Regions from separate parts of the Anser cygnoides genome. Here region 1 is linked to region 2. Evidence: chromatin contacts called from public Hi-C data. All regions are on one chromosome and are shown on one strand. The core of a region is the stretch at or near the end of the contact, and the rest is flanking DNA. Distances in the headings are between cores, read along the strand shown. Region 1 holds the start of PDK4 (pyruvate dehydrogenase kinase 4). Region 2 holds the start of LOC106039669 (probable acyl-CoA dehydrogenase 6).

Evidence for each region. A called contact is a pair of places that touch in the nucleus more often than the background predicts.
Region 1: a contact with region 2 is called in a Hi-C map of liver, with 2.6 times the contacts expected there. The contact joins the promoter of PDK4 here to the promoter of LOC106039669 in region 2. A contact is called at or near these places in 2 of 7 Hi-C or Micro-C datasets (both in liver).

Annotation. Positions count from the first base shown.
Region 1 is chr2:26,648,272-26,654,293 of Taihu_goose_T2T_genome, forward strand. It overlaps PDK4 (pyruvate dehydrogenase kinase 4), which reads right to left and starts at 2,812. Exons shown (of 11, transcript XM_013183478.3): 1 at 2,567-2,812; 2 at 1,767-1,908; 3 at 704-775; 4 at 1-150. The coding sequence starts at 2,726.
Region 2 is chr2:25,989,394-25,995,419 of Taihu_goose_T2T_genome, forward strand. LOC106039669 (probable acyl-CoA dehydrogenase 6) reads left to right here and starts at 1,481. Exons shown (of 11, transcript XR_010829125.1): 1 at 1,481-1,739. LOC106039641 (guanine nucleotide-binding protein G(I)/G(S)/G(O) subunit gamma-11) reads left to right here. Exons shown (of 3, transcript XM_048054480.2): 3 at 1,130-1,382. The coding sequence ends at 1,255.

The DNA.
Region 1 (6,022 bases), core at 1,562-4,061, 660 kb after region 2:
CTCATATAAAAGCGATCCAAGAAATACTGAATGTTTTGATTGGTGACAGGGTCTACTTTAAACATATCTTTGTATTCAATTACTCCTTGTGCCATTGTAGGGACCACATCATGATGTCTGTTTCGGACTCTAATTAATGTATCTATAAAGCTAAGTAAAAAAAAAAATCGCATTAGAACATTGTTCTAAAACTACATGAAGGCAAGCTGTGTACAAAAGTCATTATCTAATCCAGTAACACAGATAAGTAAAGTAGCCTTAATGTTAAAATAATTTAAAAATAGACTGTATTTTTAAATTGACCTACATTGACCTACACCAGAAATAGGATATTTTTAATATAAACAGCGTAATCATTACTCATGTCAAATTCATCGCCTGCTTCCTCATGCATAAGAGTTTAAGAAGGAGAATGCAGGGAGTTAAGATGACCCCTAGCTGATATCTTGGAAAGAAGCAGGGACATGACATCAAGTATATTTTTTGTTGATCTTTGTCATGACAGTTCAGGAGGCACTACACCCTTAAAACCAAGCTGCCGAAGGTCATTTATGTGCAGTATTGCTCAACATATTGTTTGTGAGATGCTCAGCAATTCATATTAAGTTACCAAATTCAGTTCAGAACAGTGATCATTCTGAAGTGATCATATGAAAAGTAGAGTATATGATTGAAAGCTCAATGAAACAAATGTATAACTTACTCAGATAATACTTTCTGGTCATCTGGGCTTTTTTGATGGAACTCAACCAGCTCCATTAGACTCTGGATGTACCTATTAAAAAATAAAATCAAATGAATAGGATATTTCATTAGTCTAGGAACAGAAAAGATACTTATTGTCCAACTTATTACTCTCAACAAGTCAGCTAAGAGTCCAAAATATCTGAAGTATCAAAGTTCCATCTAAGCATGGAAACACAGTCACTTCTGCCTGAACTGTAGAAGTCATGCAAGTCTTCTCATGCCTGCCACCCAGACAAGAATTTAAAACATCACTTTAACATTGGCTCCTCTTACAGTTTTAGAGAAGAGGGGCATTCCAAAAGAAGATCCAAATAATAAGTAATAATGGAAGCCACCTGAGCAAAAGTTTTCCAAGTCTAATCAGCTTTGTCACAAGCTAAGCACTTGAGCCTCTTTGCTGATGTCTGACAGCCTTGACGCATATTGTAAAGGCACAACTGTAGTTTGCCAGATTAAGAACGTTTCTGGATCTTACTCTACTGCTTTTGCCCTTTGCGTCAGCCTTCTTTGCAAGTGCTGCAGTTGTGCCAGTAGAGCAAGGTTAAATCAGATCCAATCACTCTGTCAACCACAAAGTGAACGTTAACTGAATTCTAAGCTGCATCGGCCAAGGCAATTTGCTACAGAAGTTCTGCTAGCAATTCCATCAGTGAGAGACCCAAACAAGAATATAGCCAGCTCTTCCATTTCCATGTAACTCTGAGGGTCTGTGCATGTTATGTGAGAATAGAGCACTGTCTTCTCACTTCTTAAAAAGTGGAAAGAAGTTTGTTCTAACAGCAAGCTTTAAACTGTTAAGTTAAGAGATGTTTTAAAAACAACAACATGACCATATTGGGTTTTCAATTTAATTTTAGCATGCTACTCAAGTGTAGAACAGCTTGCAATTAAGCTTTGATGAATGAACTGCATTTCTAGTTTATTTTGTTACTGTCGTCTGTTATTCAAAATAGTCTATGACAACAAAGTTGTTGGAGCTGTGTTATTCTACGGGCCCAATTCAAGCAGTTCTTACTTACCAGCTTTTTACTAACTGCACTGATGGCGTGCTTAGCAATTTGTCGGGGAGAAGATCGATTTCCCTCAGTATGTTTGCAAACCTCACGGGAAGTTCTTGTCTCAGAAAGGCAAAAGAAGTTCTCTCGCATCCATTAGTTGAGCCTACAAAACAAATCCAACCAAATAAAATGTTTTGTGTTGGGGGAAAAAAAGAAATCACAAGTATAAATTGTTGTCTTTCTGCAGACTTGAGGACTACAATCCTTTGCAATCATCATGCTACTACTAGCCAGATCTCCTGCGTGTGGGTTTGCAGCACAGCAGGACACCGCCCATCCCCGGGAGGCATGTTTGTAGGTTTCCCGTTTTGACAGGGGGACTTCGTAATCCTCCGGGAGAGCCGCTGCAGCCCTGTAAACACGGGCTCCTTCAGGACAGCGCCGCGTGAGAGCGGGCTCGGCGGCTGCCAGCAGGGAAACGGGAGCCGGGTACAGGCTGTTCGCTCGGCCGGGACAAGCCGCACGCCTCCTCCCGGACAACGCGTGCCGCTCGGCACGAAAACATCCATCAGCCGACCTCGCTGCTGTTGTCCCCCCGCCCCCAAATCCCATTAAGGGCCCCAGAAGAGAGCCGCAGCCCAGCTCCGGCGCTGACGCGGGCCGGCATCGCCTGGCAACCGGCGCGGAGCCCTCGGAGGGCGCCTGAGGAGAGGGGTGGCGGCGCCTCCCCCCACCCCCGCCACCGCTGCCACCCGCCCGGCCACCCAGCCACCCACCCCCCCGGCCCCAGGGCGAGCTCGGAGCGGCTCCGGGGCTCTCACCGAAGTCCAGCAGCTGCTTGATGGAGAGCGGCGAGGGGGAGAAGCGGGAGAACTGCTCCACCTCCCGCGGCAGCCGGCTGGCGCTGCCTCGGCTGGCGCTGCCTCCGGCCGCCCCTGCCAGGGGGGCCGCGCTGCGCAGGGCGATGCGGGCCGCCTTCATCGCTGCGAGGGGTCGCTCGGGATCGCTGGGGATCGGTTGGGATCGCTCGGTTGGGATCGGTCGGGCTGTAGCTGCCCTGTGGCGAGCGGCTGCAGCGCCGCCCCTAAGTAGAGCCCGCGGCGGGCGGGGCTCCGGCAGGCCCGGCCCCGCTGCCCATGACGGGACATCCCCTCACGGGCGGCTCGTGACGGCCGCTGGCGGAGCTCCCTCGGCCCCTGGCACCGAGCCCCGGCCGCTGACCTTGGGTGTGTGGGGCCGGGGCACGGCCGGGGAGGCTCCGGGAGGCCCCCGAGGGGCGGCGGGCCGGGGGGTGCTGCCCTGCTGCCGGCCCTGAGGGCACGCTGGTGGAGGGGATAACCAAACGGGGAGCCACCGGGAGGTGTGCAGGCTCCTTCGGTGCTCTAAATGCAGGGGGTACTGCGGGTGTTAAAAGTCCCGGCTCTGTGTGGAGAGTACACTGAAGCACGAAGGGAGCAAAAGTAGATCCTAAGCACACAGTTTGACATGTAGGTCATCGCCATGACCTGGGTTAGCAGTGACCAAATACCTGCAGACAGCTGCTTTGGTGATGCACTGGCTGCAAATCGCCAAGTGACCCTTATTTACTCTTTCTAGAGCTGACCTAATAATTGATCGGCTGAACCACTCTCTCACTATTAGTTTATCTTCCAGGGTCACAGATGAGCTGGGAAAAGTCTCAACAACTTTCCTCTTTAGTGGAAAGAGAACCTGGAAGTCCAGCATTGCCTGGGATTTTCCCAGGCCGTTGGGTCTACGTCACCAAAGACAGAGTTTGCATAGCGTAACTTTCAGCAGAGGAGTTCCTGACATCCCGAATCTCTATCATTAACAGCAGGACCATGTAACGATAAAACAACAATACAAAATAATCTAGCTCTAATACACACATATAACTTACCAGTCCGATTGTAATATATATGTTTATAGACAGTGCTGTATGCATGTTTGTATACATATACACAAATATGTATGCTTTTTCATGGGAAGCAAGACACATTCCTAAAAAGAAATCCACATACTTTAATATGCAGTGGAAAACACTTTAGCTTATCACTGGATATGTTTTTGAAGCTTTATCTCGTTTTTGTCTTCCTAGTCATTACATCTATTATCCCTGCCTAGTGTTCTACTTCCCTAGTACTCGCTGGTTTATTATTTTATTGCTCCCCATAGGGTAATTGCTCTGTTATTTTTCCAACAGGTAGATCAGGTTTTACCACAGAGGTAGAATGTTGGCATATGAAATGTGAAATAAAGCAAAATAAAGACACCTAATGATAGCAAACATAACCTTTCTGATTTTTCTTGTGTTTGCCTGAAGTTGAAAATCTGGGAAAGGATGATGGGGTTTGCTTTTGACTGCTTTAACTTTGCTTGCCTGCAAGTTCCAGATGACTCTTGAAGTGAAAATATCCCACAAAGTTGTTTTAATTATGGAGCATGGGTATGACAGCCCTTTTTTTGCTTTAGGTTTTTCCTAAAGCTACTAATGAAGGCAAAGCAAGAATCTCAGGATTAACATTTTGCAATAAAATCTAAGTTAAGAAAATCCTCTACACTAGGTAGTTATTCTAATTTATAAGGTCACTGCTTCTGTTCCTATTGAGATACTTTATTTTAATTTACTGGCTGGTGACCCTGGTTAGTATAAGAAACTTGAATTACCTTTTGAGTAGACTTACTACGCTCTCTATTCTGAATAGAAGAACGTTTATTAGAAATAATTCTAAATATTCTCATAATAATTATTCTCAGAATAATTCTCATAGTTTTTCTGGTAGTTAAATGTCATAAGGGATGAACAAAAATCTTGCATGCTCAGTTTAGCTCGTAACAAACAGTACAACTGTAGTTGCAGGAAATATAGGAAACGTTGCCTTCCTCAATTAGTGAAAGGGCAAGGCTCCAGTAACTCAAAACTTGGAAGCTTTTCAAAACAAAACAAACTTCTACAAGAATGTTATATACCAGCAGCCCAACAACTAACAGAGCTTTATTACTCTGGAAGAAGTGTGTCTCCTTCATAATGCAAATTTGCTTCTCACTGTATATGATAGGTCATACGTTGCAGTAGCTTCTGAGCAATACAACTTTTCACTCATGTAAACAGAAATAATACATTCGGGACACAATTGCTTGAGTATTGGCCAAGAAAGCTAATTTTTATGTGTGAAGATAACACTGTATGGGGATTCATTGTCAGCCAAGCTGCATGTCAAGAAGACTAGGCTGTGAAAGTTGAACCAGTTCAAATAACTCTGCCATCTGTCCCAGCTAAAGTACTGTTTGTTCTCACTTTCTTTCCTCCCTAAACCACCATTTCCCTCTCCTCATGAAGCCCCTGTGCACATGACAGCTATAAGTGCTGGTGTCAGGGAACAGCATTTTGCTAGTGAGGAACAGTGTCAGATTCTAACTGCAGCATTCATTGGATATGGTCTAATTTCTGCTATTTTAATATTTTGTTTCTCTTCTTCTGAACTGCCCTGGGGCGTGTTTTGAAAGGCAATAATAATGCTCTCCGTCACTCAGTCACAGCCTAGCCAGTTTTGCTGACTATCCTAAAGGAAATGGAGCTATGTGAACACTGCTTTTTTAGCACAACAGTGAGGTCCAGACCAGTCAAATGATTGACGTGTGGATTCCTGTCCATTTGTCCCCTAAATGCCATCCATTGCAATCAGCTGTGTCCCTCCTCTATTTTCCGTATGCCATCCGGGTGCCGGAGACACAACGTGCTGCACTTAGGTCAGAGCAGTGTTCCTGGCAAGCCAGGATACGTGACAAGTGGCTGTGCTGCTGGTGTCTGATAGAAGGTCTCTTGGCTGTTTTTACCTTACCTTTTCTTCTGGGGTGACACAAATTTAAGGCTCTTCTCCCTAACCCAGCTGCCAACGAGTGCTAGAAGCACAACGTGCTGTTCTGGCGTGACACCTCTCCTGACCAGCCAGGATATGTGTGATGACAGCTGGCGGGGTTGCTGCTCTTTAGCAGAACGAGCTTTGGATGAGTTTCTCCTGCCTTTTCCTCAATGTGGACCAAAATGTGAATCCCTCCTCCCTAAACCCTCTGCCAGTTTGCACAGTTAGTGGGAAGGCAATTATCTGTTCAGATTTGGCTGCAATGGGCCAGTGGTTAGGAGGGCTGGTTGGCCAAACGGGTCAGCAGGCAACGCTGAAGTTCTGAAGTTCTTCCCCTTAGGGAACCAGAGGAACCTCCCCACATCTTCTAGGGACAGAGACGGCTTCTAGGTCAGCATTTTTAAGTAAGGGTAA
Region 2 (6,026 bases), core at 231-2,730:
GTTAGGTCTTATTCCATGCATGGTTTGGTGTGGAATTAACCATGAGTTATTTCTGACAGCTTAGAGCCAGTGATACTGCAAGTAAATTCACCGTTTCTGTTGCCATCATTTTGCCTTTGCAGTAATATACAATTTACAAGGAAGGCAACAAACGGGCCTTAAATTAGAATTTAATGAATTCTAATTTAATTAAGTGCTGACTGACTGCTGTCTGCACAGGGACTGTGGGCAGAAGCAGGGCACATCTGGGAGCGTGTCCTTAGAAATGTCCCACATTCAGGCACCTGAGGACAGTTTCTGCCGCCACAGGGAAGGGAAATGGCAGGAGCGTGTGGTCAGGGATCCTCTGGAGCTGGTGGGACTCGCTTGCGTGCCCTCAGGCTCCACACCCACTGTGGCTGCACCTGATGCATGCGCTGCCTTCTGAGAACAAAAATAAACCTGTTCCTTCTTCACAGGCGGGTGTCTGTGCAGGCCTGCCCCACTGGGTGCTGCTTTGCTGTGAATGGCATGCAACGTGTCACGTGTGTTATGCCCTTTCTTAACGCGGAAGGGTATTTTATTAACCGCTGTTTCAATTAACCCCAGGTCACCTGTAAGTACATTCTTTCCTAGCTAGTTCTTGACCACCATTTAAAATGTGTGGTTGCTCCCATAGAACTGCAGGGTGGGGATTTGAGTTGCCACCGAAAAATCATTGTTGGATGTTTTGTTTGAGAAAAACATGTGAAGTTACGTATACTTGGAAAACAGATACCACCACATTGTAGAACTGAGATTTTGCTGTGCCTGAACACGTTGACTATAAGACATGCTGGGGGGAAAAGCATGTGGTCCTCAGCTTAATAAAACTATACTGGCTATTTAAAAAATGTAAGTTTAACTACGAGGCAACTGCTGTTCCAAGCAGCATACACATTTCCAGTGATGCTCATGCCTTCAGTGAGTATCAAGCCGTGAAAAAGTGGAAGGAGGCAGAGTACACACGCTTAGTGCTGGCTCTGTGGTCAGATCACCTCTGTTCAATGGGCAGGTAAATAGGGAAAGATGCGAATTCACCGTGGCGCGGCTGGGATGCGCCCCACCAGCTCTGGCCATAGCCCTGCCATGTGTTTGTTCCCCGCTCCAGGTGTCCAAGTGCTCCGAGGAGATCAAGAACTACATCGAGGAGCGGTCGGGCGAGGACCCGCTGGTGAAGGGCGTCCCGGAGGACAAGAACCCCTTCAAGGAGAAAGGAGGCTGTGTCATCGCCTGAGGCTGCCGGTCCCCAGCTCCGCCGCTCCTTGTCCTCCACGCTCAGGAGCAGATCTTCTTCTCTCTCTCTTTTTTTTTTTTTTCTTTCTTTTTCGTACAAAAAAATAAATAAATCTGAAAGCAGCCTAGCTCGCCTCGCTCCCTCCGCACGGCCGGGTCCTTTCGCTTTCGCCACCTGTTTACCGGGGGCACGCCGGTCGGCACTAAAAAAACCTGCCTGCCCCTCGACGGCCTGCCCCGGCCGGGCAGGGGAGCCTGCGGGGGGCCGAGCCGAGCCGTGCCGGGGCGGTGCAGGGCCCCCCGCAGCAGGCAGCGGCCCTCCGCGGGGCGGAGCGGGGCAGGCGGCGGCGGCCATGGCGCTGCGGGGCTGCGGGCGTTGGGCGCTCCGGGCCTCGGCCCTGCGCGGCGGCGGCTCCGGGCGGCGGCACCGCGGGCACGGCACCGACACGCCGCAGCACGGCGCCTTGCGGGCGGCCCTCAGGAAGGTACCGGGGGCGGCGAGGGGCACGGCCGGTGCCGCGGCCCCCTCCGGACGGAGCTTCCCCCCCCCCTCGCCCCGGGCCGCCGTCAGGGGCGGGCGGCGGCAGCGCGGAGGCTTCCTCGGCTGAGCGCCCGGGGGCCCGGCTGCCGCCCGCCGGAGGGACGGGGGGAAGGGAGGAGGGAAGGGAGGAGGGAAGGGAGGAGAGCGGGCAGGGCACGAAACGGCAGCCCGGGACGGGACATGGAGGCTCCGTGCCCCCACTGCTGTGTTCGGGAATGCCGAGTGCCGGGACAGAGCCCGTTTGCCACGGTGGTGTTTCTAGAGGGGTGCTAAGGGGAGTAAGAGTTAGTTTTCTTGTGAAATTAAGTCAGGGATCGAGGGGAAAGGAGGCACGTTGGGTAAGGGGAAATGGGAGTTGAATGCCAAATGCAGCTCTGGAAGTGGTGGTGGCACTGGTGAACTCTGTTTGTTCCCAACAGTGAGGACACTGACACCTGCAGAAGGCCAAAGTGTGATGAAGCACACCTGTCAAAGTTAGATAATTAGGTGCATTTATTTATTTTATTTATTTATTTGGTAGAAAGTGCTGTGTTGGGGCAGACGGGGAGGGCTTGCTGGGGGAAGTCAGATGGGATGGGATGGGATGGGATGGGACGGGACGAGCTGCATGTATGTGAGAAATCTGCCTGTGAACTATGGTGAGTGAAGTGCTGAAGTTCAGTACCTACCACAAGGAGTAAGCACCATTATCATAATAACAGCCATATGCAAGCAAGCCTGATGTGCGCTCAGAGGTGGGCATGATGAAGTGTAAGGGGTTGTCCCTGATGTGCCTGGAGATAAACTTTCAGCTCCTGCCGGGTCTTGCTCCGTAGCTTTTTAAAAACAGGGCACGCTGGATTGCCTGATGTCAGCTCCCTGTGACTTGGGAGCTGTGCTGTTATGAATTTGATGGAAGCTTTTAAAAATGACATGAAGAATCTTACACTTTCATGGATAAATTGATCATTTTTCAACTTTCTCCTCTTTCCCAGTGCACTGTGGAGAAAAAATAGTGCGGCTACTTCTGATTCATGCGATTCTTACTTCAGATTTCTCTTTCTTTTGAACTGACTTTCATACTTCCAGTGTTGAAACAGGATATTGCAAAGGCCATTTAATTCATGAAGCTTTCTATGACTAAAACTAGGCCTCTCGGCCTTGAACTTTTGCAGTTGTCTGTTCATTTTCTGTATAATACAAAGAAACCTGGTGCACAACCAGTCTGCTCCCTAACAAATTAGTTTCATTAATCTAAACTCCTGGACCTTGTTCAAAGCAGGAATAAGCTGGCAGAGGAAGGATCAGTAAAAATGTTGCAAGTGAATCCTGTCACCTGGATGCCGAGTACAGGCTTGTGTTGCAAATACCACAGCGTCAGGCTTGTGCTGAGGCTGTCTGTCTGTCTGTCTGTCAGTCAGCAGAGTCACCTGCCTTCCTGTGACCTGTGTCACTCAGCTGTACCTCTTCTTTTGCTGTGGTCTTCCTGCATGTGCAGGGAGGACAGCAAATACCGCTCATCGTTGCACTTTGCCTTATCTCAGATCCGTGGCATTCCGAAATAGAAGGAGGCCAAGGCTTTAGTGAAGGCAGTCGTCTAGATCTGGGGGGTTTGGAAGGTCCTCTTTTGTCAGGAAAGGATTAAGCTGCACATTTTGCATCTCAGGCGTTGGCAACTTGGCGGTCGGATGAAAACGGGGAGGAAAAGTGGCAGCATTGGTATCTGCTGGTGTGAGGTTTGCTGCTCTGTCATGTGCTACAAATACGTGGACTTTTTTTTTTCGCATGCTTTTATTTTATGGCTGTCCACAAGTTTCTTGGGGTGCAGCTAACGGTATGCCCTGCCCTTCTGGGTTTAGTGCAGAGAACTGCAGAGCAGGCTGAGAGGGAAGCTGATGCTGCGTCACTGCATGCGTGCCCATGATGCACGTATTGGAAAAAAACTTACAATCAGCATCGTAAAACCAGTTTCATCCTTGTCCTGTATTTTACAAAGTGGTTATATAACCCTTATTTCAGTTTTTGTCTGATCATATAGGGAAAAAAACCACCACACTAGTTTATGTCAAATCCAGTCTAATGTTGTTTACCCCAAAGCTTCTAGCAATCAGTGTTTATTTTGGCTTAAGTTAAACCTGTCCCCTGTGAATTTAAGATAAACTGAAAAGTAAACTCTTTGGGAGAGGATGACCACTCAGGATCTGTAATGCATTTTAAATTTAATGGTTATGTAATTTGGGCCACTCTTTCCACTAGACAAATCCAGATGCAACTACCAGAGAAATTAAAGAAATGAGCAGTGCAATTCCATTAGTGAGAACTGTTATTTTTTTGTCTCAATTTATTTTATTTTATTTTTTAATCTATTGAATTAATGTATTTTAAATGATCTGTACTTTTCCAATTGTTCTGAGCAGGATGAGGAAGAGACTCCTGTAATTCCAGGGAGCTGTTTTTAGCAAGGGTATTGAAATAACCTTGTGAGTGGTTTCCTTTACTACTTTATAGGTCACCACCCTTCCTCTTGGAAATTGAAAATGTAACTTTTCCTTACCTTGTTGAACAATGCTTACAGTGCACTGGTATCCTACAGTTTAGTGCAGTAATATAATATAACTGGCTTGAAGTAAAAAGGTTTAAGCTACTTTAGGTGTATGCATAACTGTGCATATATGTATATGATATGTGCATGCACATATCCATTTTTGTTTTCCTCTGGCATTAGTAGTAAGAAGCTTTGGGAAATAGGTTTGAAAAGGATTGACATATATTTCGAATGAGGTGCATCTAATATAAATGAGATTTCATTTTGCATCTGGTGCTGGCTTGGTCTATTTACGCTGTGTTACATGTCTGTAGGATAAGAGGGATTCAGGTGAAAGTGAGACTTCACCAAAGGGCACCATTGGCCTTATTAGCCACACTTGGGTTGTATGTCTGGCCCAAGTCATTAACAGCATCATGAGCTTCTGTCCGTTAATACAGATATTTTTACAGGAATTAAGGCCTCTTCATATTAGAACATGCAAGAGCTGAATTAAATATTGATTTTCACTATAACTTCCTAGTAAAATTGCAGTAAACTTTATAATTTTTGTAAAATCATATGTCTACTTCTGACATTCTACAAAATACTGAAGAGTATTGGATGGAGTTGGCTTGTTCATCTTTTATAGCAGATCACAAAAATACAGTAAGGAACAGCCAGGTAGTTTGCTGCTGGTATTACAAATAAATCACTTAAAATTACTTTCTCACTAAATTGAGAGGGAGAAAAGGAGAGAAGAAAGACACAAAAGAAGCTGCAAAATACCTGACTGGGACCTCTAATTTTAAAACACTATTTATCATGCATTTGAGGTAGAAGGTTAAGCAAGGAGACAGTTAAAAATGTGACATTAGTAAGCCTCACAGCTTTTGCACTGAGTGCCCTTCTATCCAAGGCAAACAATATGGAGCCCCAGATTCTGGGGTCTTTGCAGTAGCCTGTGTCATCTTGTGCCGGACAGAAACATGTTGTAAACATTTTGGGGATAGATCCCTTGCTGGTATAAATAAACACAGAAATATCATTCCCTCCTGCCAAGAATTTTTGGCTGAAATTTAACAGAGAGGAAATTTTCGCAATTGATTTTTGTCGCTATCGGAAGGGGCAGCTGGGATATGCCAGTGCGATAAGAGGTACCACCGACGCATTCAGGAGTGCCATACCAAAGAGTTGGTTTTAAATCAGAGTTTGGGAGAATAAGAGAAGGAAAACACGAGCTTCAGCACAGTCGAGCAGATCCTGAAGAAAGCTTTTTCCAATCACCAGAAGAATGTCTTTTAATATACAAATACTTCATTGTGTAGCAAAAATGCAGTAAAGGCAGTTTAATAAGCAACGTGTTTACTTGTTGCACAGTGCCAGAGCAGTGCGTGCATGTGAGATTGCAGTTGCTTTGTCCCCCTCAACATAATTCGTGTGAGAACAAATTTCCACTGCGTATACTTAGTCCTCAATGAGCATCTTCTAGCAGGAGAACTGGGCCTGAGGGATATTTTTGTGGTTCAACTCCAGCTATTATTATCCTGTATTGTTGTCACACCAGATTGGAGTAGGCAATGCAGGTATGCACTTCAGACAACTAAAATCCTGTCTTAATAAGCAGTTTATGACTGAGCAAATGTCTGTGTTTTACATAGGTTGTGCCATGACCATTCAGAAAGTAGAACCTTGTTTAAATCTTTTTAGGTCCCATTTGCGTGGAAA